Linked DNA regions of Mus musculus: all the other regions are linked to region 1. The links are chromatin contacts, called in public ChIA-PET, HiChIP or PLAC-seq and promoter capture Hi-C maps. All regions are on one chromosome and are shown on one strand. The core of a region is the stretch at or near the end of the contact, and the rest is flanking DNA. Distances in the headings are between cores, read along the strand shown.

What was found. ChIA-PET counts read pairs in DNA pulled down with a chosen protein or histone mark. HiChIP or PLAC-seq counts read pairs in DNA pulled down with a chosen protein or histone mark. Capture Hi-C pulls out chosen DNA fragments and counts their contacts.
Region 2: a contact with region 1 is called in a FOXA1 HiChIP or PLAC-seq map of pancreatic cancer cells. The contact joins the promoter of Aspscr1 here to the promoter of Baiap2 in region 1.
Region 3: a promoter capture Hi-C map of adipose tissue shows a contact between it and region 1. The contact joins the promoter of Tbc1d16 here to the promoter of Baiap2 in region 1. A contact is called at or near these places in 1 of 39 promoter capture datasets (liver), 6 of 115 datasets of contacts at active chromatin or transcription factors (embryonic forebrain, embryonic midbrain, embryonic stem cells and 2 more) and 2 of 9 other capture datasets (adipose tissue and pancreatic islet).
Region 4: a contact with region 1 is called in an RNA polymerase II ChIA-PET map of memory CD8 T cells, with 15 read pairs. The contact joins the promoter of Sirt7 here to the promoter of Baiap2 in region 1. A contact is called at or near these places in 2 of 115 datasets of contacts at active chromatin or transcription factors (memory CD8 T cells and pancreatic cancer cells).
Region 5: an RNA polymerase II ChIA-PET map of memory CD8 T cells shows a contact between it and region 1, with 15 read pairs. The contact joins the promoter of P4hb here to the promoter of Baiap2 in region 1. A contact is called at or near these places in 1 of 484 Hi-C or Micro-C datasets (embryonic stem cells) and 3 of 115 datasets of contacts at active chromatin or transcription factors (memory CD8 T cells, microglia and pancreatic cancer cells).
Region 6: an RNA polymerase II ChIA-PET map of memory CD8 T cells shows a contact between it and region 1, with 116 read pairs. The contact joins the promoter of Sgsh here to the promoter of Baiap2 in region 1. A contact is called at or near these places in 1 of 39 promoter capture datasets (embryonic stem cells), 1 of 484 Hi-C or Micro-C datasets (bone marrow-derived macrophages), 8 of 115 datasets of contacts at active chromatin or transcription factors (astrocytes, embryonic stem cells, large pre-B cells and 5 more) and 2 of 9 other capture datasets (embryonic stem cells and liver).
Region 7: an RNA polymerase II ChIA-PET map of memory CD8 T cells shows a contact between it and region 1, with 6 read pairs. The contact joins the promoter of Oxld1 here to the promoter of Baiap2 in region 1. A contact is called at or near these places in 3 of 39 promoter capture datasets (liver and stem cell-derived epiblast-like cells) and 2 of 115 datasets of contacts at active chromatin or transcription factors (memory CD8 T cells and pancreatic cancer cells).

The regions. Positions count from the first base shown.
Region 1 is chr11:119,941,272-119,944,705 of GRCm38.p6, forward strand. Baiap2 (brain-specific angiogenesis inhibitor 1-associated protein 2) reads left to right here and starts at 1,821. Exons shown (of 14, transcript NM_130862.4): 1 at 1,821-1,977. The coding sequence starts at 1,924. It overlaps Gm11767 (a long non-coding RNA gene), which reads right to left and starts at 1,823. Exons shown (of 5, transcript XR_001780400.2): 1 at 1,311-1,823.
Region 2 is chr11:120,671,283-120,674,716 of GRCm38.p6, forward strand. Aspscr1 (alveolar soft part sarcoma chromosome region, candidate 1 (human)) reads left to right here and starts at 1,691. Exons shown (of 16, transcript NM_026877.2): 1 at 1,691-1,888; 2 at 2,758-2,813. The coding sequence starts at 1,787.
Region 3 is chr11:119,226,913-119,230,346 of GRCm38.p6, forward strand. Tbc1d16 (TBC1 domain family, member 16) reads right to left here and starts at 1,587. Exons shown (of 12, transcript NM_172443.3): 1 at 1,484-1,587. Ccdc40 (coiled-coil domain containing 40) reads left to right here and starts at 1,660. Exons shown (of 21, transcript NM_001364767.1): 1 at 1,660-1,835; 2 at 2,116-2,250. The coding sequence starts at 2,222.
Region 4 is chr11:120,623,131-120,626,564 of GRCm38.p6, forward strand. It overlaps Sirt7 (sirtuin 7), which reads right to left and starts at 1,884. Exons shown (of 10, transcript NM_153056.3): 1 at 1,747-1,884; 2 at 1,543-1,680; 3 at 1,360-1,464. The coding sequence starts at 1,842. It overlaps Mir6936 (microRNA 6936), which reads right to left and starts at 1,746; the gene lies at 1,693-1,746. It also overlaps a transcript of Mafg not described here.
Region 5 is chr11:120,571,697-120,575,130 of GRCm38.p6, forward strand. It overlaps P4hb (prolyl 4-hydroxylase, beta polypeptide), which reads right to left and starts at 1,557. Exons shown (of 11, transcript NM_011032.3): 1 at 961-1,557; 2 at 1-31. The coding sequence starts at 1,111.
Region 6 is chr11:119,353,700-119,357,133 of GRCm38.p6, forward strand. It overlaps Sgsh (N-sulfoglucosamine sulfohydrolase (sulfamidase)), which reads right to left and starts at 1,811. Exons shown (of 8, transcript NM_018822.3): 1 at 1,698-1,811. The coding sequence starts at 1,785. It overlaps Slc26a11 (solute carrier family 26, member 11), which reads left to right and starts at 1,858. Exons shown (of 17, transcript NM_178743.3): 1 at 1,858-1,936; 2 at 3,109-3,334. The coding sequence starts at 3,152.
Region 7 is chr11:120,456,143-120,459,576 of GRCm38.p6, forward strand. Oxld1 (oxidoreductase like domain containing 1) reads right to left here and starts at 1,928. Exons shown (of 2, transcript NM_025560.3): 1 at 1,671-1,928; 2 at 459-1,020. The coding sequence starts at 1,877. The coding sequence ends at 622. It overlaps Ccdc137 (coiled-coil domain containing 137), which reads left to right and starts at 1,987. Exons shown (of 6, transcript NM_152807.3): 1 at 1,987-2,136; 2 at 2,470-2,603. The coding sequence starts at 2,003.

The sequences.
Region 1 (3,434 bases), core at 571-3,070:
CTGTCAGGACGGCCATTGTCACAGAGCTCTGAGCTGCAGGCAGGTTTGAGACACTGTCCTGACACCCTCTTCCCACTGTGGGTTTCTGCTGCAGCTGGCCAGCCTCCTGCCTGGGACATGGACAGACCTGAGTCTGCCACCCATGTAGCACAGAAATGGGGTGACTATGGGTAGGCAGGCCCAGGAAAGAGTCTTGGGATGTTGTGGAAGGGGGAGTGGTCCAAGCCATGGGAACTTTTCTTGGGGGAGCTTCTCTGCCCTTTTTCAGACAGACCCCAAGTGTTTGCTGCCAGCCTCCACCTCTAGTTCTCCTCCATGGCCTTGGCCTGGGGCAAGCATGGAGGAGTTGCTTCTACCCCAGTGCACAGCTCCTTGTTGGCTTTCTGATCAGTGAGGGGATCAGTGTGTGCTTGAGTAGGCACCATACCATGCTGGTCTAAATGGACTAGAAAGTGAGATGAAGGGGCAGCTGTAACCAACCAGTCGCAGTGAACAGTAATTGACAAGTCCTTATTTGACAGCCAGTTAGTTTAAGCTGGCTTTCTGTCACAAGAAGAACCCAAGAAAAGACAGATACACAGAGATGTACACAGAGATGTACATAGACGACAAGGAAACAGAGGACAGTGGGCTGAATTCCTTCTCCTTACACATGTAGCAAAGTGAATAGGGGCCGTCTGAGTCCCCTGCTGAGGCTTGACAGCCGCGCCTTGGATTTGTGTCCTCTGGGTTGTTGGAGTGGTGTAACCAGCTGTCCAGGAAATGGATGCTGGAGTGTTATGTTTAATTAAAAGGAAACATTCAGCTCTGGTGTTTTACAATGTAAAGCAAATAATTCCTCTCTGTTCGTCTAATTGATGTAAATATTTCTTCAAAGGGAACCGCGTTGGAACCCCGTGTGCCAACCTGGTCAGTTTTCTCAGCCAAGCCTTACCCTTCCTTAAACCATCAGCTACTGGGCAATTCCAAGCTGTGCTGAGAGGCTCCTCCCCCGGAGCTATCCACCCAACTCCCGCCCCCGCCCCAATTCCCTTCCGAACCACCCCATGGAACTCGCTCCACGTCTCCCTCGCTCCTCTCTTGGGTCCTCTTCCCGGAATTCTAGACCCAACTGTCGGCCGCCACCCTCCGTTCAGCACCAGTCCACCACAAGCACCCGCCCCAGGGCCCACCCTGTCCCGATCCTGCCTCCAGGGCTCAGGGTTCTCCCGCTAGAGTTCAGCACCTTCCTCCGTCTCCACCTACTCCGGCTCCGGGTTTCCTCCCTTCCGGAAGACCGTCCAGGGTCGACGCACGCCTCGCCGACTCACCTGCAATAGCGCGGGAGCCACCGGCCCCTGTCGCGCACTCCTGAGGGACCCTTGAGGGCCTGCAGCTCGGATCGCTGCCTCCCGAGTGCCGCCTCCACGCGCGCTCGCGCCGGTGCCACCCGCACCGCCCACACCCCGCGCTAGCTCTTCCTGCGCCACCCCGCCCCCGCTTTCCGCCCCCAGCCCGGCTGTCGCTCCGACCCCCTCAGGCAGCTCCAGGGCCTCAGCGCGCCGCGCCTCCGCCTCCCAGCGGCCGACCAATTGCCGCTCGGAGCCGGCCTCCGAGTCCCTCCTCTAGCTCCGCCCTTCGCCCCCGCCTCCGAAATCTACCAATAGAAAAGACGGCGCAGGAGCGGGCCTGGCGGTTGCCTAGCAGCGGCTAGGCTGGGCGGGGGCGGACAGCCGGGGGCGGTGATCCGGGCGCGGCGGGGGCGGGGCCCGGAGGCGGGGTTTTTGTGGGGTGGGGCCTTCAGCGGCTATAAAAGCAGCGGCCGCCGGGCGCCGCGCTCTGTGGTCCTGGTCTGCGCGCCTTTTCCTGTTGCTGCAGTTGTCGCTTTCCTCACCGCCACCCGTGCCCCTGCTCTGGTCTGTGGTGTAGCCGGGACCCAGGACCATGTCGCTTTCACGCTCGGAGGAGATGCACCGGCTCACGGAAAATGTCTACAAGGTGAGTTTCCAGCGCGGCTCCGAGTCGCCCCTAGGTCTTCAGGCCCGAGCAGGGCACCGGCTCCCGGACTGCGGGTGTGGTGGACCGATCTTCCGTTGGTCACAGGTGGCCGCGCCCGCCCAGGGTCCTTACGCCCGCCGCGGCCCGCGCCGTCCCCGAGCACGAGTGGACGCCCCCACCCCGACGGCGCCGCTCAGCCCCCGCGCGCTCCCTCAGTACGCCTGTCTGTCCTGGCGTCCGGAGGGACCGAGATGTTCAGGGCCTGGGCTGCTCTGCGATCTGGCCTGGTCCGCTGCATCCCAGAGTGAGGGGAACAAGGAGCGGGGGCGGCGTGGAGGTTGCAGGCTGCTGCGGGCGGTCGCCCTGCGCTTGCTTGGCGCGGTGGCACCGTGGGGCTCTTCTAGGTGCTGTTATGCCAGCCTCTGGGCACTTTCTCTTCAACAGGCTTTCCCTTTCCACAACTCCTTTACGAGTGTTAATGGACGTGGCCCAAAGTGGGAGGTCGAGCTCGGACAGGTTGGATGGGTGGACAGATAATCCATCATCTTATGTAACCGCAGAGGGAGAAGACTAATTGTGTAGGAGGCTGACGCGCCTGCTTTTGCTTCTGATATGTGTTAAGAGTCTCGCATTCACATACTAATCTGTGAAATGACAGTTTCTCATGGAAGAACTGCAGAGCCTTGTGCAAGCCCCCTGGTGTCATGTTATGTCCATGCTTTGGGTACAGATGGACGGGCCATTTCCTATTTCTTCACCATGGGTTCTCACAGCCCTGGCCCCTTACCCTCAACAGCACAGCCTGGGGCTCCCTGATGGCATCAGGTCCGCTGCAGTTCTCAGTGACATTTTTTTTTTCAAGAGAGAAATTCCTGCCCTGCCCTGTGCATGGCAGTCCTCTTTACAAAGCTGTGCTTTATTTCAAAACTGTCTTAAGGGTGAGTGAAAGGCTTTCCACCAGCCACTAGGTTTTCACATGGAGTTGCTGGTTCATGGCTAAATGGGATTGTGCTCTGCTCGAGAGCAACAGTTTCTGATTGTATGAACCAACCATGGTTGTGCCTTTCTAGGCAATGGCCTGTGAAACCCTCATAGCTGTGCTTGCTCTGTTGCCTACAGCAGATGGAAGCCTCCAGGGTGGCTGCTTAGGTTTCAGCTGGAGTCCCGGGGGCAGATTATACTTTAATTCATCATTTAATAAAGGCTTTAGAGTTGTAGTTACATGGGTCTGGAGGAACCTTGAAGGTGGGTGTAGGGGCTGAAGGAGCTCTAAAACCATGTTCAAGCTGCCGGCAAACAAGATTGAGAACAGCCTTTTGTTCTTTATGTTTAGTATCTGTAGACTCCATGGTATATGTTCCCCTCTTGTTGGTCTGCGGAAGCACATGCTGTCGGGAGAGGGAGGTTTATTAAATTATTAGTCATTAGTTCCATTACAGTTTGCTTTGTACTGCAGG
Region 2 (3,434 bases), core at 441-2,940, 730 kb after region 1:
AAAGAGAGATGTTTCTTTTTCTCTTTTTTATTTATTTTTTATTTTTTTTATTTTTTGGTTTTTGACACAGGGTTTCTCTGTGTAGCCCTGGCTGTCCTGGAACTCACTCTGTAGACCAGGCTGGCCTCAAACTCAGAAATCTGCCTGCCTCTGCCGCTGGAGTGCTGGGATTAAAGTCGTGGGCCACCACTGCCCAGAACCACTACCAAGAGATAGCACCACCCACAATGGGCTGAGCCCTCCCACATCAATCACTAATTAAGAAAAATGCCCCACAGCCAGATCTTGTGGAGTTATTTTCTCATTTGAGGTTTCCTTCTTTCCGATGACTCTAGCTTGTGTCAAGTTGACATAAAACTAGCCCGGACAACTGTCAAGGAAATAAATAAAAAAAACTCATTCATCAATTGGTGTTAAAACTGTTGCATAATAAATGTGGGAAGAAAAAAAAAAAAACATGGCATTGTAGTCTTAAAGAATTAGCCTATAGCTGACTAATTTACTACCCAAGGAAAGAGGGACCTTGATTATGGAGGATTCCGACTTTAACTTGAGCCTGACCATGGTCAAATTTCACATGCTCACTTTCAGAACAATCTGTATCTCTTGATGGCTGTCCATTTTTCTCACTGCACCTCTCTAAATGTTCTGCCAGAGGATTCTAACAGTGGGACAGTTGAAAGAAAACAGACTTGAGGGTTTGTGAGGTTTTGTTTTAAATGCTAGTGTGTAAAAAAGAAAGGAAGAAAACCAAAGGGGACCCGGGAAGGTGGGCAGCACAGTGAGGGTCTAAGGTTGCATAGAACACGCAAACTCTTCCCATTCTTTTCCCCATGTTTGTCAATACACACGTGTGACACAGATGCTGTATACCAGCTTCTCCAGTCAGATTTGGAGATTTTTACAACAATCCCAAGGACCATAGGCAAAGCATTCTCCTTGAAGTCATGGTGACAAGCTAAGAGAGGGCCTGAAGTCAACAAGATGGCTCAGCAAGTAAAAGTGCCACCAAGCCTGGTAACCTCAAATGAATCCCTCAGTCCCACAAGGTGGAAGGAGGGAACAGGCAAGTTCGCTGACAATGCACACAGGTACCATAGCATGCCTGTACCTGCTCTTCCACAGACACACAATAAAAAAAAAACACATAAAATATAACTTTATTATTATTGTTGTTGTTATTTTTTCAAGACAGGGTTTCTCTGGGTAGCCGTGGTTGTCCTGGAAGACTGTTGCTCTGTAGACCAGGCTGGTCTTGAACTCAGGGATCTGTTTTTGCCTCCAACATACTGGGATTAAAGGCTTGCATTACCACATCAGTCTCAATAAAATATTTTTCTAAAAGGTTGTCGCCATGTGACGATGATGATCACAGGAACACTTGAGAAGGGAGGCAGGATCAGTACTTAACGGAGTAGGTACAAAGGCTAACTCTGGTGTGCGCATACCCAGTACTTGGTGACAGACAGGTAGCTGTGGGCCCCAGGCTGGCCCCAGGCAGCATAGCTTTCTTGCAGGCAGCCCCCAGAGCTTGGAGGTTCCCAGGAACACGTGCCTCCGGATGAAGAAACAATGTCCCTGACAGAACTGTGCTCCTTCCAGGGAGGTGCCTTTGGTCCGCGCCGTCGGGACGCCATCAGGCTGCCTAATAGCAAAGCAGAGCCAGAGCGCCGGGGGCGGGCCCGGAAGCGAGTTGGCCCCGCCCCCGAGACCGCGTGGCTGTGCGTCCGGGCTGTTGCGGATAAAGTTGTTTGAGGCGAGCCGGCTGCGGTCACGTGAGCGGAAGATGGCGGCCCCGGCGGGCGGCGGGGGCTCCGCGGTGTCGGTGCTGGCCCCAAACGGGCGGCGCCACACGGTGAAGGTGACGCCGAGCACCGTGCTGCTGCAGGTGCGGCCGCCGGCCCGGGTGGGGAACGGGCGGATGGGTGGACCCGCGGGCCGCCCGGGGTCGCCGCATCAGGGCCCGCCCCTGCGGTTGCTCCTAGGGCGGTAGGGCGGGACCGGGTCCCGGTGGGCGGGGCCTGAGGCAGCCAATGAGCGCCTTTCGCGCGGCTGTCCGCCCCATCCTCTAGATCTGGGTCCCGGGGGCGGGGCGGGATACTTGGAGGCGCGTTTGCTGAGCACGGTGGGGTGGACCCCACTAACAGGGTCGAGCCTTGCGAGCCCCAGAATCTTCGGCGCTTGTCCGAATCCAGCCTTCTCGGTCACCGGGAAGAGTGGCGTTCCTTCCTGCTCAGCTCAGGGGCGTCCCTCCGGACCCTAGGGCCTGTGTTCCCGGAAGTGAATTTTGCTAAGTCACTCACGGCTTTTGATTGTTGCTGTTTGTGACCTCGTATGAATTACACCTGCTTATTAAACCTCTGTTGTTAGGTTACAAAGGCGTACACGATTCATATCTGTGGCAGGGCCATACAGAGTGACCTCCATTTGGAGCTGCGCTCATGTAGAGGAGGGTTCTGGTCATGCAGCAGTTGCACAAAGACTGCCGGGCCACAGAGTGGCCGTGGACACAAAGTTCAGTAAGGCAGATTATTATTTGTGGCTAGAGGCCTCGCAGAGCCTAGAACATGGGACCAGGGGTGGACAGGCTAGGCCATAGTTGGAGGATTAAGTCAATAATGGGTCCCCAGTAGGAGGGGAGAGAGTAGACAGGATTTGCATGTAGTTTGCTTGGAGCTGGTGAGTGAGATGTTTGGTGGGCTGGCCAGTGCGCCTACTATCAGTTGAGGTAGGTTTTACCGATCATTTGTCCCACAGGTACTAGAAGACACATGCCGGCGGCAAGACTTCAACCCCAGTGAATACGACCTGAAGTGAGTTTGCTTGGACTCAGCTGTGGGCTTCTCAGTCTACCTGGTCCTTTTCTCAACACATACTATCTCTGCCTTAGAAGCGCCCCCATAGGTACTTTAATACAACAGAAGTTTATCCTTGCCCAGTTCTGAAGGCAAAGTCCAAAGTGCCCAGAGTATGGTTGTGCCACCCCCCCCCCCCAACCGCCCCCAGATTCTCTGTGTAGCCCTGACTGTCCTGGACTTCACTTTGTAGACCAGGCTGGTCTCAAACTCACAGAGAGCCTTCTGCCTCTGCCTCCACAATGCTGGGATCAAAGACCCCACCCCCACCCCTGTGGCTATACTCTAGAATATTCTAGGGAAGAGGACTCATCTCTTTCAGCTTCTGGCTGTCCTGGTATTTCTTGGCTTGTGACTGCATCAGTACAACTTCTGCCTTGATCTTCAAACGGCCCGAAGACACAAGTCACTGGGTTTAGGGTCCTCTGGTTAGTCCAGGGTGACCTTATTTAATTTACTCTCTTAACCTACATTCATAAATACTTGTGACAAATAAGGTCATTTTCACAGGTTTTAGGGGCAAGAACAGTGATGTATCTTTTGGGGAGCACTGTCTAAACCCACAAATGCAGGGTTTTG
Region 3 (3,434 bases), core at 337-2,836, 710 kb before region 1:
CATCTTGGGGTAAATGTGAGTAAAATAGTTCTGTGGATAAAGGTGACTGCTGCCACCAAGCCAGAGGGCCTGGGTTTGAGTCCTCTCAAGACTCATGTGGTGGGAAGACAGAACTAAGCTCCACAAGCTGTCCTCTGAGCTCCATACAGGCACCACCAAGACACATGTGGGCACACACACCCCACACAATAAATAGTCATAATAAAAAATGTGGTTTTGAAAGCTTATAAACTGCAGCTCTTTCACGGGCCTGTTTTCGCACAACGAAAACCCACACATGGTGATCCGAGGCTGTTAACAGACACCGTGATTGCCAGGAGAGTCAACAGTTCCCAAGAAGAACTTCCTAGCTATACTCAAGACATTCCACTCACCAGAAAGCTATGGGGGGGGGGGGGGGACAAAACAAACAAACAGAGAAAAAACCCATAAGTACTGCTCAGCTAAGAGATCCATCCCCAGCAACCAGCTAAGAACCAACTCTGGTAAATTCCCAATGGGTGAATCTTAGCCGGCCCCTGTGCCCAAAGTCACCGCACCACTAAGTTCAATATTCGCTATCAAGGTTAATGTCAATATTTCTTCCAAGAGCTACATACATAGTTTCTTTTAAATTCTTTGATCAGTTATTAAGATTTAGAGTGGAGCCCCTAGTCCCCGGCTCTTTGCACCCATGTTCTGACCAGTATGCTTGGTGACAGGACACTTCCCCTCTCTCTCTCTTTCCTGATAAAGGAAGTTGACAGAGTCCATGGAACAAACTTTAACAGAGTCAAGAGACGCTTTTCTATTCCCCTATTTCTGAACGGAACCTGGACTAGATTGTGGCCAACATGTGACACCGACTTCGGAGGAACAGGCTTTTCTCACCGCGCGTTCTGGCAGGGTTCCGTGGGTTATTTTTAGCAATCTTAAATTGCCCTTTTTTCTTTTTATACTATCCCTTTTTTTCTTTCTTTCTTTTGAGGAAAGAGAGAGAGAGAGAGAGGCGCGCAGGCTAAAAAAGAAGCGAGGATCCTGACATGGGGCCTCTTAAATAGCCCTGACCATTTCCCCCTAGTGCCCCAACGCTAAGACCGCACACGCCCCAGGAGGGCATGGCACACCTTGGGGGCTCTGTCTGACAGTGCAGGAACCCCATAAGTTCTTCGCATGCTCAGACCAGCCAGCAAGACAAAGACCGCAAGTGCCCCGGCCCACAGCTCCAGACAGGCGAGGACCGAGTCTCCTCGAGTGGGCCCACTCCCAAAGCAGAGAGTCTCACTCGAGGGTGGAGTTCCCAGGGCGTCCCCAGCAAGATCCGGGTTCCTCCGCATCGCCCCCGCCCAGAGCCCAGAGCCGGTCCCCCAGCCACTCCCGGACCCCCGCGCAGCAGGCCCGGGTCCGGTGCGTGCAGATTCCAGGGTACCCAGGAACCGCCACGTCGTCCCGAGTGGACCCCAAAATCCCCGGCCCGCGATCCCAGAAGAACCCTGATACCCACCCGGGTCCCGCCGCGAGGGCTGGACACGCGCCGGCTCCAGGAGCCACCACCGCCGCCGCCACTGCCACCGCCGCCGAAAGCGAGGCGCGGCGGGGAGGGAATATGGAGAGGCCGTCCCCGCTCCGCCTCCGCTCCGCCCCCGCTCCGCCTCGCTCCGCCCCGGGGCCCAGCCCCGCTCAGCCCGGAACGCCAGGCACTAACTCCAACCTCAGGGTCCTGCGCATCCGTCGACCCCTGCTCGGGGCTTTCTGCTGACTCTGCAGGATCTCGCCACGCGCCTAGTACCCCGGACCCTGCCCTGGATGGGAGCCCTGTGCCCTCGATCCGAAAGGCAGGGCCTCCCTGTACCCATGTATGCGCTCACCCCTTGCATTTCTATTTCTCAAACTTAGGGTTACGAAGGAATGATGCTCCCCAAAAGGTACTGGTTCTTGAGTAACCCAAAGCTGGAAGTGGAAGAGCCAGAGCTAGGCGCGTTTCCCGGACCCAGCATCCCCAACCTGCCTGCCACTTTCTTTGAGTCCCTGAACATCATCAGGGTCACTCTACGGGAACTAAGTCCAGCCGGGAAAGTCTGGGACACATGGCGACGGACAGGCAAAACACATTTGTTCTTTAATGTGTTTGCTTAGTGTTTCTGTGTGAATCGATGGACGCTGCCAGACCCCGCCTCCTGCGGTCTTGGAGCACGCGGTCCAGACTTCGCCGGATGTTGATGGCGTAGCCTAGCAACGAGAGATGGCGGAGCCGGAGGACCAGGCTGACGGGTAAGCCCCGCAGGAGGGATAATAAACCCACCAGATGTTTTCACTAAATTTCTGCACGCAGGTACCCCCACCCGGACCGCCTTCTCCTTCACTTCTGTGCCCCTTCCCGCTCTTCTCCACTTTCTGGACCTGTCCTACACTACCCAACCCACGCTCCCCCATGTCCCCTATCTCTTGCACCTTCTGTTCTTTGTCCTTTTCAAGCGCCCCCCACCCCCCATCATTCCTTACTCCTAGCCCCTGCTTCTCCTGGACTACAGACTTTAACGCCCCGCGGTAACCATGGCAACCATCATGCTTGATAAACCCGCTGCAAAGCAGGACTTGGATGGATGGGACGCCGTTCAGTATTACAAGAGTGGGAAGAAAGGAGGAGCAGTAGCTCCGTTGGGATTGGGCTAGGCCCATACCTCCCCCTGCAAGATGGATTCCCCTCACCCCCATCATGGTCTTGAGGGATAGACTGATCCCCATCACTGAGTGAACCCCAAAATGCTGTTGCCGGCACTGTTTTAGGTTTTGTGCAAAACAAAAGCAAGTTTAAACAGTTCTATTTGCTCAGACTTTTCTGGGTTGTTTCATATAGTTAAAGTCCTTATGGACACCCATGGAAACACATCCAGAGTATATCCCACGAGAAGGCTAACTGTGAAGCCACAGGTATAGAATGAGCTCCAACTTGGGGAAGACTTGAAATGCAAAGATTCTGAGCAAAGGCAGGTGCACAAAATGCCTGCTCCAGTGGTGCTGGGAAGCAGAGGGGGGAATAGCCCAAGCTCTCATTGTCTGTGAAGCAGAAATCTGTATTCGTTTGTTTTTTAGAAAGCTAGCTTAGCTTTTTAAATAGTCTTAAATATTGCATGTGGCATATTTGTAGAAGTGGTGTGTGTGTGCACGCGCGTGTGCGCACATTCGTGCAGAAGCCAGAGGAAGATTCAGGCGTCCTGCTCTATCTATCTCTACCTTATTCTCTTGAAGCAGAACCTCTCATTGAGCCTGGAGCTTGACTGGTGGCCAGCAAGCCTTAATAGTCCTCCTGCCTCAAACCCTCACAGTGCTGGAGTTCAGGCACAAGCAACTGTGCCTAGCTCTTACGTGACTGCTGGGGGTCCAGACTCTAGTTCCTAACTAAGTTTTTGAAAAGCCAAAATATTTTACATGCAAACCTTGGCTATGTTGAGAAG
Region 4 (3,434 bases), core at 634-3,133, 680 kb after region 1:
GCTGGCTGCTACCTTTGTAACAAAGGTCCTCTTTTGTCTGTGTATGTGTTTGTATTCGTGTTTGCATGTGTGCACATGTGTGTAGAGGTGTGCGTTACACGTGTCAGTGTGTGAAGCTCACGGTCCACCTTAACTATTTTTTTTTTCTTAACACATTTGTTGAAGGGGACGTCGTGCAAGGGTCATGATGCACAAGTAGAAGTCAGAAGACACCTTGTGGCGGTCAGTTCTCTTCTGTTGTGTGAGCTCTGAGGACCGGACTCATGCACCAGGCTTGGTAGCAAGTGCCTAAGTATTCAGTGAGCTTCTCACTGCCTCCCCCACCTTTGTTGTTGTAGTTGTTAGTCTCTCAATGCACCTGCAGCTCGTGGATCTGGCTAGGCTGCTAGCCAGAGGGCTTCAGGGGGGCTTCTGAGCTTATCTTCCCAGTTCTGGGGGTTACAGAGTGTGGTACTGCTCAGCTTCTTCACATGGATTCTGAGAGTCCAAACTCGGGTCTTCACGCTTGCATAGCAGGCACGCTACCCACTGAGCCATCTCTCCAGACCACCTCAGGGCTTCTCAGAATAGAAGCCGAGTTCGCCTGAGGTCAAATATTCAACTTCAAAGCTAGTCATCCCTCAGCCTTCCCAGGAGAGCTCTCAGAGTCAAGAGGACAGCATTTCTCAAATGTACCTATTGTACCAGGACTCTGTCTGGTTTTTTTTTTTTTTTTCCCCGAGCCAGGGTCTTGCATGGAGCTTCGAGCCAGGCTGCTCTCAAGAGTTTGATCTTGATCTTCCTCCTCTACCAGGCCCCACCTCCTGAGTCCTGAGATTGGAGATTTGGGACTCGACACTAGTTTTCCATTTATCTTTCTTCAAGGAGTACAGGCTCAGGAGAAAGACTAGGGCTCCAGTTTGTCCACATCACGTAAATCGATCAATTTGTCTGCACTTTAAGGGAGAAGGCATTAGCAGGCAGTTGGCTACTATGCCCTACTACTGTTCCATGTTTGATTGGCAGTCAGAAACTACGCATTCTGTAACTCTTTGACTTAGCTTAATTATTATTTATTGACTTATTCTTTAGCCCTGGCTGACCTAGAACTCCCTATGCAGTCCCTATGCAGACCAGGCTGATCTTGAAATTACAGAGATCCTCCTGTCTCCCAAGTGCTGGGACTAAAGGAATGTGCCACCACTGTCACGTTGCCTTAGTTAAGTCTTAAATCTAGAATTGCTTCGGGTCTCTGAGAAAGGACACCTTGAAGTTACTTCAAAGGTGAGCGAGATTTTGAACTCCAGCACTGTACAGCCCGAGTTTGCATCCCAGAAGGGGGCGCCTCACACCCGAAGCAACGCGCAGGCCCTCACTCACTGTGCTGATTCCAGCGCCCGTGTAGACAACCAAGTGCCTGGCACTTCGGACAGCTCCGGCCAGTTCGCGGACCTTCCTCCGCAGCTCCTCCGGGTCATCACACACCTGATAGGAGCCAGGCTGGTTATTGCCGCCGCTCGCCTCCCGCAGCCCGCCGCCCAGCACCCGCTGCCCGCGACTCGCCTCCTCCTGGCGGCGCTTGAGGCCCTCACGCCGCCGACTTCGACCCTGCAGCTCGGTCACCAGATCCTCGCTCTCGGCCAAGAGCCGGCCCTCCTCCGCGCTGCGCTCTGCAGCCGCCTTCCTCAGGATGCGTGACACCTACGGACGAGCAGCGGGTGAGCGACCGCGCGCGCCGGCGCGAGCGCGGGCACGGCAGTGGCTCACCTGGCGGAGGCGCTCCCGCTGCTGCTCCTCCCGCAGCCTCCGGACCCGCTCAGCAGCTTTGCGCTCCGAGCGGCTCAGACCGCCACCGGCTGCCATCGCTCCTTTGACTGCGCTTCCGGCTTCCGCTTCCGCCTCATCCGGCAGCTACAGAGACGCATGCGCGGGCCCGGCCCTTTCCACCTCTTCCGGCTCGCCCTTCCCACCCTTGCTCCTTCGGGATTTCAAAGAAATACCACCAGATCTCTTTAAAAGGCGTTTATTGATCATATACAAAATAAAGAAAACCTTATATATCACAAACATACACTATGTACAGCAATAAATACCCGGGGGGCCAGGCCCAGTGCCGCCCCTCCTGGACAATAATTTAGCAATAAATACTGCGCAGGGCACGGGTGGGCACCAAGGCTGCTGCCTGCTGAGGCCAGGAGACTGATTGCTCTCCAAGTCCAGGCCTCACCTTGCAGCCAGATCCCCTATGGCCCTACCCAGGTGCAGGAGACAGGGTCTCACCTTGCAGCCACACCACAGCCCCTCCTCACTTGGATGTTGAAGGACCCTCACCCCATTTAGGGTACTCTCTACTAACCTTCCCCCTGGCTTCAGCCCTGCAGGGCAGGCAGGGGCTGATCAACTCTGCTTGGACACACCTCTCAGCACCAGGAGACCAACAGAGCTGGACACACAATAGCCCTTGTCCTGTTGCCCTAAGTTGCCAGGAGAAGGCTTTCTGTACCCATTCCCATTTGGTTAAAGGCTTCAGAGACTAGCAGACAGAGAATGGGAGGAAAAGTGGGGTTGGGGCATAAAGTTGCTGGAGGGGCCAAAAGCCCAACGGGGGCCCTAGAGAACAAGGAAATCTTATCAGGAACACTTCCTAGAACACTCTACCTCACACTTCCAGAGACACCCGTGCTATATTAATGCCGTTGCTCCAGGGGCAGGGTACGTATGTGTGTAGCTGGCCCAGCAGGTATAGCACACACCTAGGACACACGCCAGGAACAGGCAAACTGTGAGCAGCTACAGCGAACCCATGCCTCTGTATGGTACCGATCTGTCCTCTGTTCCACAACTGCTCCCAAACCAGGCGGCCAATGGCACTGAGAAAATATGCCAAGAATTATTCAGTGGCTTCTGGGGAGATTGTTAATGTGTTGGTTCCTTTCACTAAACCACAGCCTAAAAAAGTAACTCAGAAGATCCCAGAGGGGAAACAGTGTAGCAGGCTGTGGCTCAGACATCCCAGCTGCGGATGGGAGCTTTAGCCAAGTGGCCACACCAGAGAGGGAGGTAGCAGGGAAGTGGCCTCACCATCTCCAAGTAGTTTATCAAAGCTGCAAACCCTGGCCCTGATCACCAAGGCTAACAGAGCACACATAGAACTGAAAGATGAGCTGAGACCAGCCTGCTGGAAGCCGGGTGATGGTGGTGATCCCTGTTAACACAGTGTTGCCACTGGCTCCCTGCACAGCAGGCACCACACCCAGCTGCACACAACACAGGGGGGACTCTCTGGGACCATACTCTACAGAGGAAACTGTGGACTTTCTTTGAAATCTGAGTGTCTATGTCCAAGGAAGAAGTCAGGCAGAGTCAAGGTAGGAGGGAAGTCACACATTATGGTTTACTTAGCGGAGAAGTTTGGGAGACCTGGCCTCAGCCCAAGCTCTCCATTCGCTGTGTCA
Region 5 (3,434 bases), core at 307-2,806, 630 kb after region 1:
AGAGCTTTGCAGTGGCCACACCACGGGGCATCTGTAAAAGAAACCAGGACATTGGAAGGTAGTCCTCTATCCAGGTCTATTTCTTCCCTTTGTACTTCCTTTCATAAAAACCTTATCAGCATACCAAGATAACCCCTCTTAATGCAGTCAAGAGACTGCACTGATAGCTGGTGCTCTTGGGCAATATGAGGACAGAGGCCACGAGTGACAAACCAACCCCAATCCCTACTTTGCCCTGTGACCACCAGCACTGTAAAATCATCCTTGACTTGTAACTTCGTACTGCCCCCAGCAATCAGGGTCAGTGTATACCTGGGGTTTACCACTCAGAATCTAGGAAAAGTTAAAAGGTTGCTGGGCCAGCACTATATGTAGCAAGTACGTGTCCAGATGCCTATCCAAAGCTGTTCTTTCTACTATGGGAATGTGACAATCTGTCAAGGCAACCTGGCAGCTGTGTTGGAGCTCACACACTTGTAAGCAGAAGTAAAGGCTTAGATCTGGCTTGCTTCCCGGTATACGGCAAGTTACAGGTAGGGTGGGCATAGTAAAGAGCGTTTGATCTACTCTATCGGAACTGCTAACTGCTCACACAGCCCACTCTGTTTTTCCCAGCTAACAGAAGGTTCTGGCCATGTGGACGTCGTGCACAAAGATACCTTCTTGATTCTCAATCCCGCAGTCCCCCTCAATGAGCTCTGACTACAACGACTTCTACTTTGGGTAGGAAGGATGCTCTTGGGACAACTGGAAGCAGAGAAGCTTACAGTAGGTGCTACCCGCGAGGTGCAGCTCTGGACCGGCCAGTCCGTGTTCCGTGGGGCAAGCTGAGGGCTACGGGCCACCGTACTCAAGAGGGGCCGGCCGCGCAGGACAGTGCTGGGTGCCGCAGAGGGCGGCCCGGAGGAGTCCGTGGACAAGGGGCCCTTCCCCCCCCGCCCAGGCCCACGGCGCACTCACAGAACTCCACCAGCAGGTACTTGTGCGCCGCCAGCGCCTCCTCGAAGTTGCTCTTCTTCAACACCAGGACGTTGTCCTCCTCCTCCAGGGCGTCGGCGCCCACCCTAGCCGCCCAGGCCAGGGCTAGGCACAGCAAAGCACGGCTCAGCATGTCGGACGTCTGCAGCGGGCGGGGCAGTTGGGTTGGCGCCGCCGGGACAGCCAAGGCGACGAGAGCGCGCGTCGGTCCAGACCTCGCCTTTATAAATCCTGGGCCGGGGACGCGCCCACGCCTCCCCCTCGCTGCGCGCGTCAGCCGCCGTGCGCATGCGCCCCGCCGCGCCCTCCGATTGGCCAAGGAGCTGAGAGACCCGCCCTCGCCGTGCGGGGACTGGACACCCACTCAAGGCTGGGCCACCAAGTCGACAAAGACCCGGAGGCCTTTCGGTTCTTGCCTGGGATTGGCCACGGCGCGCGCGCGCGCGCACAAACCCAATGTCCCCCAGCGTCTGATTCGCTGGCGAAAGCCAACTTTCTCTTTCTGGACTTCTGACTGGCGACTTTTCCCACGCCTTCCACACGTCTGGAATGGCTGCGGCTTTCCGCTGCCCGGCCTCGTGGCTCCTGATTGGTGGAGAGATGCGCGTACCCAGCCCGATTCTCCGTCGAACGTGGCAGTGGGCGGAGTCCCGGACCCCTGGGCGGGGCTACGCTTGCGCCTCCGAAGCCCCTCGTGTTGCATTCTGACTGGACCGCGTTTCCGTACTGGCACCGCCCCCAAGTCTCCTCAAGGAAGCCAGGGACGCCACTTCCGGTGCGCGTGCGGCTCGTGCGGTCCCTGCCCAGGTCTTGGGTGACGGACCCTAGTTTCGGGGTCGGTGTTCTGTGCTTTTCTCGGCTGCGGTAGCTGCCAGGCGTGTCCCCACGCCGCGGGCACGTTTCTCGGGCGCCCCGTGGTCGTCCGAGGCTCCTGTCCACCATTCGGAATTCGGTGCCCGAGACCTCTGCGGAAGCTGCTGGGGAAGTGGAGAAAGCAGTCCGTGCCGTCCGCTTTATACTGACCACATGTTGAAATGGCTCTTGAGTTCGTTGGGCTGAATAATAAAAAGGTTTGGCTTCTGTGAATCAGCCTTTCCATTACGTACGAGAGTCACATTTTGTCTCGGTTGGACTTCCTTTTCCAGAATCATCTTCTACTTTGTGTCTCTATCCCTTAGTGACTTGGAACTCATTGTACACAGGCTGGCCTGGAACCCGAGGAAATACTTAAAAGATCTGCACCGGCCCACTGGGTGCTGTAGTTACAGCTGTGAGCAGTCCCTGTCCGTGTTCGGTCCATCTTTCTCTTTCTTTACTGCTCCCCGGCTGTCAACCGACCTGCTCTCCACGCCCAGCCCGGGAGCTCACTCCTAGAAGCATCTTCTTTTTTCACTTCCCACTACGAAAACTATCCTGATTGTCAAGGGTCATTAGAAAAGGCAAACACCCAAATATTAAGTATATAGATTGACTAGTACTACACTGCTCTCAGAAATGGATAAAAAACAAGAAATATGGCATATGGTTTTGTATTTTGATAGTTTTTTTTTTTTTAATTGTTTTTAGTTTTTCAAGACAGTGTTTTCCTGTATAGCCCTGGAACTCGATAGACACCAACCTGGCCTTGGACTCAGAGATCCATTTACCTCTGCCTCCTCAGAGTGCTGGCATCAAAGATGTGTGCCATCACTGCCTGGCAGTAGCTTCTTTAGCAACGTTGTCAATAAGGACATGCATGTATTACCTTTCCTACTAGAAACTCCTCTTATCTAGTGTGAGTTTCTTCCCTTGAAGACCAAGTCCTTTGTGCCCCAACCCATTCAGTGTAGGCAGAGAGGGAGTCAGATCCTGGTCGGAGCTCACTGGGAAACCTTCGAGTATATACGGGATGACTTTGCAGGCCTAGGAGAGCTATGAATGAATTTGCCCTGGAAGAGTACCTAATCTAGCAGCAGCTTGGCTAGGTGCTTGGTTTTTTCTCTGCCTATCTTTAGTGCCTGTACACATTCCTGACTTGGGTACAATAGAAATAGCTTCATATATGATGCTGCTATCTCCCAGTGATTTTTTTAGCTGCCTTGAGCTGTTCTAGAAACCATTATTTGGAACTAGAGACAAAAGAGCGGGCCACTGGTGGCACACCTTTAATCCCAGTATTCAGGAGGTAGAGGCAGTTGGATCTGTGTGTGGCCACCCTGGTCTACAAAGCAAGTTCTAGGACAGCCAGGGTTACACAGAAACCCTGTCTCAAAAAGTGAAAAAAGAGAAGAATGTTCGCTGGTATGGCAGTGTTCCCTTGTAATCCCAGTATTTGAGAGAGGCAGGTGGATTAGCTCTTTCTGTCTTGTTTTTGTGTCTCCCCTGTCCCCCTTCTTTAGCCCTATATATTTTTTTGAAACTCACTATGTAGACTAGCCTGGCCTCTCGAACTTTGAGCAATTGTACTGCCTCTGCCT
Region 6 (3,434 bases), core at 561-3,060, 590 kb before region 1:
AGACAGGTAGGAGGGCTGGACAGAGGACACATGGGAGAACAGACAAGAGGAAAGCCAGGAGTTCAGGGAGGAAGACAGGCAGGAGGACAGGCGGGAGGACAGAGGGACAGGGAGGAAGATAGGCAGGAGGACAGGACAGAGGACAGACAAGAGGACAGGCAGGAGGACAGGTGGGAGGACAGGGAGGAAGACAGGCAGAAGGACAGGGAGGAAGATGGGCAGGAGGACAGACAGGAGAACAGGCGGAAGGACAGACAGAAGAACAGGCGGGAGGACAGACGGGAGGATAGGTGGGAGGACAGGCAGTAGGACAAGCAAGAGGACAGCCAGGAGAATAGATGGGAGGACAGGGAGGTAGACAGACAGAAGGACAGGGAGGAAGACAGGCAGAAGGACAGGATGGAGGACAGGAGGGAGGACAGATGGGAGAACAGGCAAGAGGACAGCCAGGAGGACAGATGGGAGGACAGGCAGGAGTGGTTGTGTTACGTGTGCCTTCTGTTGCATGCCAGGAAGCCATGCTGCTTGCACACAGAGGTCTCAGCTCTTGCCTCTGACCCTGATCATTCAGTCCTAAAATTCCTGCTGTCATTATCTGAATCCAGTCTTCAACAGTTAAGTGAGGGTGGGGTCCAATCGAACAGGACTGTGGCATTTCTCTGTCAGGTTTGGAAATGAGACAGGTGTCATCAACAATCCAGGAAGGCCTCCCCAGAAACAGAGGGAGGAGCCGGCTCTCTGAACCCAGTCTCTCCATATAATGAAATTGTTAGACTTACATTGGTTTGTTAAAAACCTGGCCTGTAGTGTGGCGTGCATGTGTGCATGCGTGAGTGTGACTCTATTTTCTGCTTTGTCCGTATTTTCCCTGCATGTACATATACAACAGTTACAGATCCCTGTGAGCCGCCATGTGGGTTCTGAGTATTGAACCTGTGTCCTCTGGAAGAGCAGCCACTTCTCCTAACCACTGAGCCACCTCTCTAGCCCTGAGACTGCCAGGTTTTGTTGTGATGGCTGTCCAAGCTGAGACAGGACCGAAGTTCCAGAGCCACACGAACTGGCTCCAGAGGATTCCAGCGCCAATCCTATCCGGTGGATATACACCCTAGGCCGATCTTCGAGACTATCCTTGGAGAGATTGGGGGTAGTGCTGCAAAGACAGCACTGTTTATGTTACAATTAACCAACTGGCTTGCCCAGATACCACAAAGTTTATCAGAAGAGTGGGCCTGGCCCAGAGCCAGACCTCAGAAGGCCTGGGCTGTCACAAGCCAGGCACTGATCACCCAAACAGGAAGTCTCATGAATGCAGGAGGAACTTGGTGGTTTGCGTGGGCATTGGAGTACTGTACTTTTGGGCCAGGAGCTAAGAGAACTGACCAGGGCATCCTGCAAAAACTCGGGGACTCAGGCTATTCTCATTTCTGGAACCTTATCAGAGGTCTGCATGAGTAGCCGGGGTCCACCGGGTCTCCTTGGCAGCTTTGACTACAGATGTGGGAATGCTGGCCAGCTTGGGGATGGCAGAAGCGGGAGGGCCAGACGCATTTAGAGTCACCAGGAAGAGACCTGCAACAGGAGGCTCGGCAAGGAATTGGCGCGCCGGGGTCAGCATGGGCCAGTGGCGGGGAAGAGCCCAGTGGCCGCTTCTGGGAGCAGCAGCAGGTGGCCGTGCCAGGGACGGCGGCACTCACCAACTATCAGTAGCACGTTGCGCGAGTGCGCGCCGCAGAGTCCCAGGACCAACAGAATTGTGCAGCAGGCCAGTCCCGGGCAGTGCATGGCGGCGCCGGTCAGGGTAAGCGGTTCCGGCTCGTCCGCTCCCCACGGTCACGTGCACGGCAGGCCCCGCCCATGTCCTGCCCACTCTGTTTCTGAGATTCCTGCGGACTCAGCTACCGCCACTTCGGAAGACCCTGAGTCTCAGCGTCCGGTGGGTGAATCTGGGTCCTTGTGATGGAGAGAGGGAGTGTGTGGCGGTGTGGGCTGGGGTCACCAGGAGCTGTGGGGCCAGCGCTGAGTCCTCGGGTGAGCCCTACTCCGGGAACCCTCCCTACCGCAAACCATTAGAGTCCGGGCCGCCTTACTCCAGGTTCTCAGACTTGTTTGTGTTCCCCACTGGGACCTCAGCCTCCGTTTCCCAACCCCCCCCCCCCATACCCCACCCCGCGATCCCGGGATCCCGCGCTAGCGGCGGCGTGGGGGTGGGGAGGAGTGGATTTTGTCCAGAGTGTCATTTCCAGGGCTGGGGCGTGTGGACCAGTAATGAGGAGTCAGCTATGGGCTGGGACACGTGTGTGTGTGTGTGTGTGTGTGTGTGTGTGTGTGTGTGTGTGTGTGTGTGTGTGTGTCTGTTCGCCAGGATCTTAGCGGATGCTACGTACCTAGAATTAATTTGAGAGCTTCAGTTAGTCTTTGGAAAACAAAGTAGAATCTTCAGCCCTCCCACCCTTGGGCTATGAATGCCACAAGTGGGTGCTGGGTAAATCTTGACTTCAGGGATGTCACATACTCCCACCCCCTTTCCCCCAACTGCAGCCCTTAGTGGTGGGTGGAGTCCTACCTAACACCTTGGTGGCCCTCTGCGGTGGTGAGGTGTACACTTGGTGAGGTGTAAATCTTGGCTCCTCAGGGCCTCCTGGCTGCCTACCTACACACTCTGCCGGCCAGAGGAAGCCTGAGCCTGCAGGACCTGCTTCTTCTGGGCTGGGATAGTCAGGTTCCCCGGGGAGGGGGTAAAAGAAAGGAGCAGGTTCTTCGGGGTGAAAATGTCGTCTTTAGGCATCCCCTCAAGAGCTAGTTTGCGGGGGGCGGGGAGGGGGGGTTGGTAGGGGTTGACAGTGGAGAGACACCAGAGCTTGGGATCAGGGGCTATGGCCCAGAGATGGGAAAGAGAGGCTGAGGCCTCCCTGAATCCTTGGTGCAGGCCCATGTGCACATTTTGCTGGCTTCCTTTCCCAGATCATGGTGGTTTGGTAAACTTAGCCACCTGGCTCAGCCTCCCTGCCACAAAAGGCAGGCTATGCTCCTGACGCCCTTGGGAAGATAACGCCACCTTCTCCCAAGCTCAGCCCCTGATCACTGCTCCATGTCACCCATGCCCAGCTCTGTGAAAGGTCTGGGTCAGACCAGATCCCCCAGCCTGCACATGGCACCAGACACATGCTGCTGCTCTGCTACGGCCCTGAGGAGGAGGCTACCCGTCCTGGCCTGGGTGCCTGACTACTCTCTGCAGTGGCTGAGGCTGGACTTCATCGCTGGACTTTCCGTGGGACTCACCGTCATTCCCCAGGCCCTGGCCTATGCAGAAGTGGCTGGACTCCCACCCCAGGTGAAGTGACTGACCCCTCTGCTAGCTGTCCCCTCTCCACAGCCAGATAGATCCCTTCCTACTCCTCAGTGTCTGTCCACAGTTTGAAACACCGACCATG
Region 7 (3,434 bases), core at 678-3,177, 510 kb after region 1:
TATTTATCATCTCAGTCTCAGGAGGAAGTCACTTTATAATCCTAGCTCTCCCTTTAAATGGGGTAGGTGGGCACCAATGCACTTATGCTCAGTCCTCGCTAGTGCCTGTCCTGGAGTTTGATGTCCCAGCTGCCTTGGTTATTCTAGCAGTGGCCCTCACCACTACACGGTAGAAAGAACGTCTCCCTCCAGGACCCACAGGAGACAGGGAGCGGCTGGCTCCCTTTCATGTGCTGGTTCCCATTTACCACAGATTGGAACCATAGTCCACTCTCAGCAGGACAACCAGGTACACTGAGGTTTGGGGGCGCTCCTGTCACAGGGCGTTCACGGACATGGGTTCAGTTCAGCTTCACCCGTAGGGAAAGCTGTAGCTGTTGAGCAGGGACACACAGCCAGCCTAGGCATGCTTTCTTTGACAAGATAACGCAGGCAGAGGGACAACACAAAAGCCCCTGCATGGTTATCATAGAGGATTCATTTATTCTGAGGTGAAGTTGTTACACAAGAATTCCTAATCCTTGCAGACTTGTGGAGTCTTCCAGACTCAGGGATAAAAGTGACCCTCTGGTTCCTTAAGGGTAGTGTCTGTCCATGATAAGGAGTCCCGGGTAAAATGGCTCAGGCTCCACTCTGCATGCGGAGCCGGATCTCCATCCTGAGGAAGGCCTTGAGGTTCTCATCTGTCACGTGCTCCTCTAGAATGGCCAGGGCCTTCTCCCCGCCATCCTGGTAGAGCCTCAGCAGAGCTTCGGCATAATCTACCCATACACAGTTAGGGCAGCCACTCATGCAGCAGTTGGTGGGAGGCTCAAGCTCAGGTGGCAGCGAGCATGGGGGCCCTGTGGGGTTCCCCCTGGGCAGGGAAGCCTTTGGCTCCCTGTCATCCTCTGTACCTACTTGGAAACCTTCTTCCCTGTGGTCCATCCCCAAGTTTCTGCGGCTATCAGTGACTTGCACTGGAGCACGGTGTCTGTGAAGACTCTGGCAGCAGTCCCAGCTGGAGAAATGTTGCGTTCCCTGCGAACATGGGATAGTCTGCATGACTCTTCTGACTTCTGTATACTGTTTCCCTATCTGGGAAGTGGACATACTGGTTGGTATGAAAAGGAACTTGGTTTTTTTGTGGATGTTGTTTTTTTTTTTGTTTGTTTTTGTTTTGTTTTTCGAGACAGGGTTTCTCTGTGTAGCCCTGGCTGTCCTAGAACTCACTCTGTAGATCAGGCTGGCCTCGAACTCAGAAATCTGCCTGCCTCTGCCTCCCGAGTGCTGGGGTTAAAGGCGTGTGCCACCACTGCCCGGCTGAAAAGGAACTTGTTAAGGGCTTGCTCGGCTCAATGCCTAACACTGGGCATTCACTCTCAAAGTTCGCAGGAGGAACAAGTCCAGATCGGATAGCCAGACTGACTACACATCCTGGACAGGATAAGGGGAAGGCCCTTATCAGCCAGTTGTAGCTAAGCTCTTCTCTGACCATGTTGACTACATCCTCGGCTCGGTGTCGTCCTTCTATCACTTCACAAGAGACGCTTAAGGACACTGGGTCACACCATTTTCCGTCTCTCACGTCTCAAAGGCCCTCGGGTTCCCTTCCCTGCTATTCACCCATGACCCATGGTCACTGTTACTCTTGCAATTTACTTGCCCACTAACTCGTCTGGGGCCCAGACCTGAAGAAAGCTCTCAGTGAGCACGCTGACCATGGTTCCTCCAAGCGCTGGCCTGCCTCCCCGAACGGGGAAACCCCGGCTGCACGAAAGGCTTCGCGCAACCCGGTTGGGGCACTGGCGGCCGCTCAGGCCGCGGGCTTGTGTCCAGCACCAGAGCGCAGCTCGCACCCGGCCTCCCCGGGACAGGGTCTGCAGCGGCGACCCCATAGCTGGTGCGGCTGCCGGAGCCAAGGAGCTTGGGGACGCAGCGCAGGAAGCGGAAGTGATGCTCGCAGGCCTGGAGCTTGTAAGTGGGCGGAAATAGCTTCGTGCAGGACGCGCCTGGGGTAGTCATGGCGAGGCCTGGGAACATAGCACTGGTTACTGCGCGGTCGGCCGGTCTTAGAGGCTCGGGACAGCCGCAGGGGCGGCGGCAGCAGCAGGCTCAAGGACAGCAGCGCTCGGCCTCACTGCCCGGACAGCGCAGGTAGGTGCCAACCCCGGGAGAGGACCCATTTGGGAACTTTCCTGCGTCCCTCAGCCCAGGCCATGTGTTGAATGAACGGAGGTGAGTGTCTCCAGTTTCTCGTGAGCCACGTTCGGGGGATGAGGTCAGAGCTGCCAGCCTCCCTGGGCTCTAGAGCGCCTTTTGCCTCAGCGTGCAGAGAAAAATGCACTTGAAGGCAGCCTGGGTCGAGGGTGAGGGGAGGACCGTGTGTTCTTGGCCCCGGAACCGTTTCTTTACGGGGTTAATTCCTACTATGTGTCCGGCTGTGTTGTACATGGGAAGGGTCACACTCCGCCTGGGTTTCCTTTCCAGCAAAGAAAAGAAGAAAGTGAATTGCAAGCCTAAGAACCAGGATGAGCAAGAAATCCCTTTTCGGCTCCGAGAAATTATGAGGAGCCGACAGGAGATGAAAAAGACGCTAAGTAACAAGAAGAGAAAAAAGGAGGGTATGTACAGCCATTGCTGTGTGCCACCATATCTGCACCCATCCAGTCGCCCAAATTCTGAAAGGCGTTTGAGGCACAGGGACTACACCAAGACCCGGTACTGGGAGTGCAGGGTATGGGAAAGACAGCACAGGGCTGATTTTACAGCAGTGCTTTTATAATTTATATAAAAGTACTTGGACTTTTGAAGTTCTCTCTCTTTTTTTTAAGGTTTATTTTATGCATATGAATACACCATTGCTCTCTCCAGACATATCAGAAGAGACCATCAACTCCCATTACAGATGCTTGTGAGCCCATGTGGTTCCCATGTGGTTGCTGGGAATTGAACTTAGGACCTCTGGAAGAGCAGTCGGTGCTCTTAACCTCTGAGTCATCTCTCCAGCCCCCTTTTTTGGTTTTTCGAGACAGGGTTTGTTTTGCTTTTTTCAAGACAGGGTTTCTCTGTATAGCCCTGGCTATCCTGGAACTCACTCTGTAGACCAGGCTGGCCTTGAACTCAGAAATCCGCCTGCCTCTGCCTCCCGAGTGCTGGGATTAAAGGCATGGGCCACCTCTGCCCAGCTGAGGTTTTATTTTCATTTATGTATATGCAAGTGTGACTGGTGTAGAGGGGTGCATGTGCAATTGCTATTGGAGGCCATGAGGGGGCGTTGGATCCCATGGAATTATCCTAAACGTGGAGTTAAAGGCCTTCCTGCCCAGTGTGGTTGCTGGGGAGCCAAACTCAGGTCCTTAAGGAATACATTTTTTAAAGTTTATTTCCATTTTTTACATGCCTTGTGGTTTGCCTGCATGCATGTCTGTGTGAGTGTCAGACCTTGAACTGCC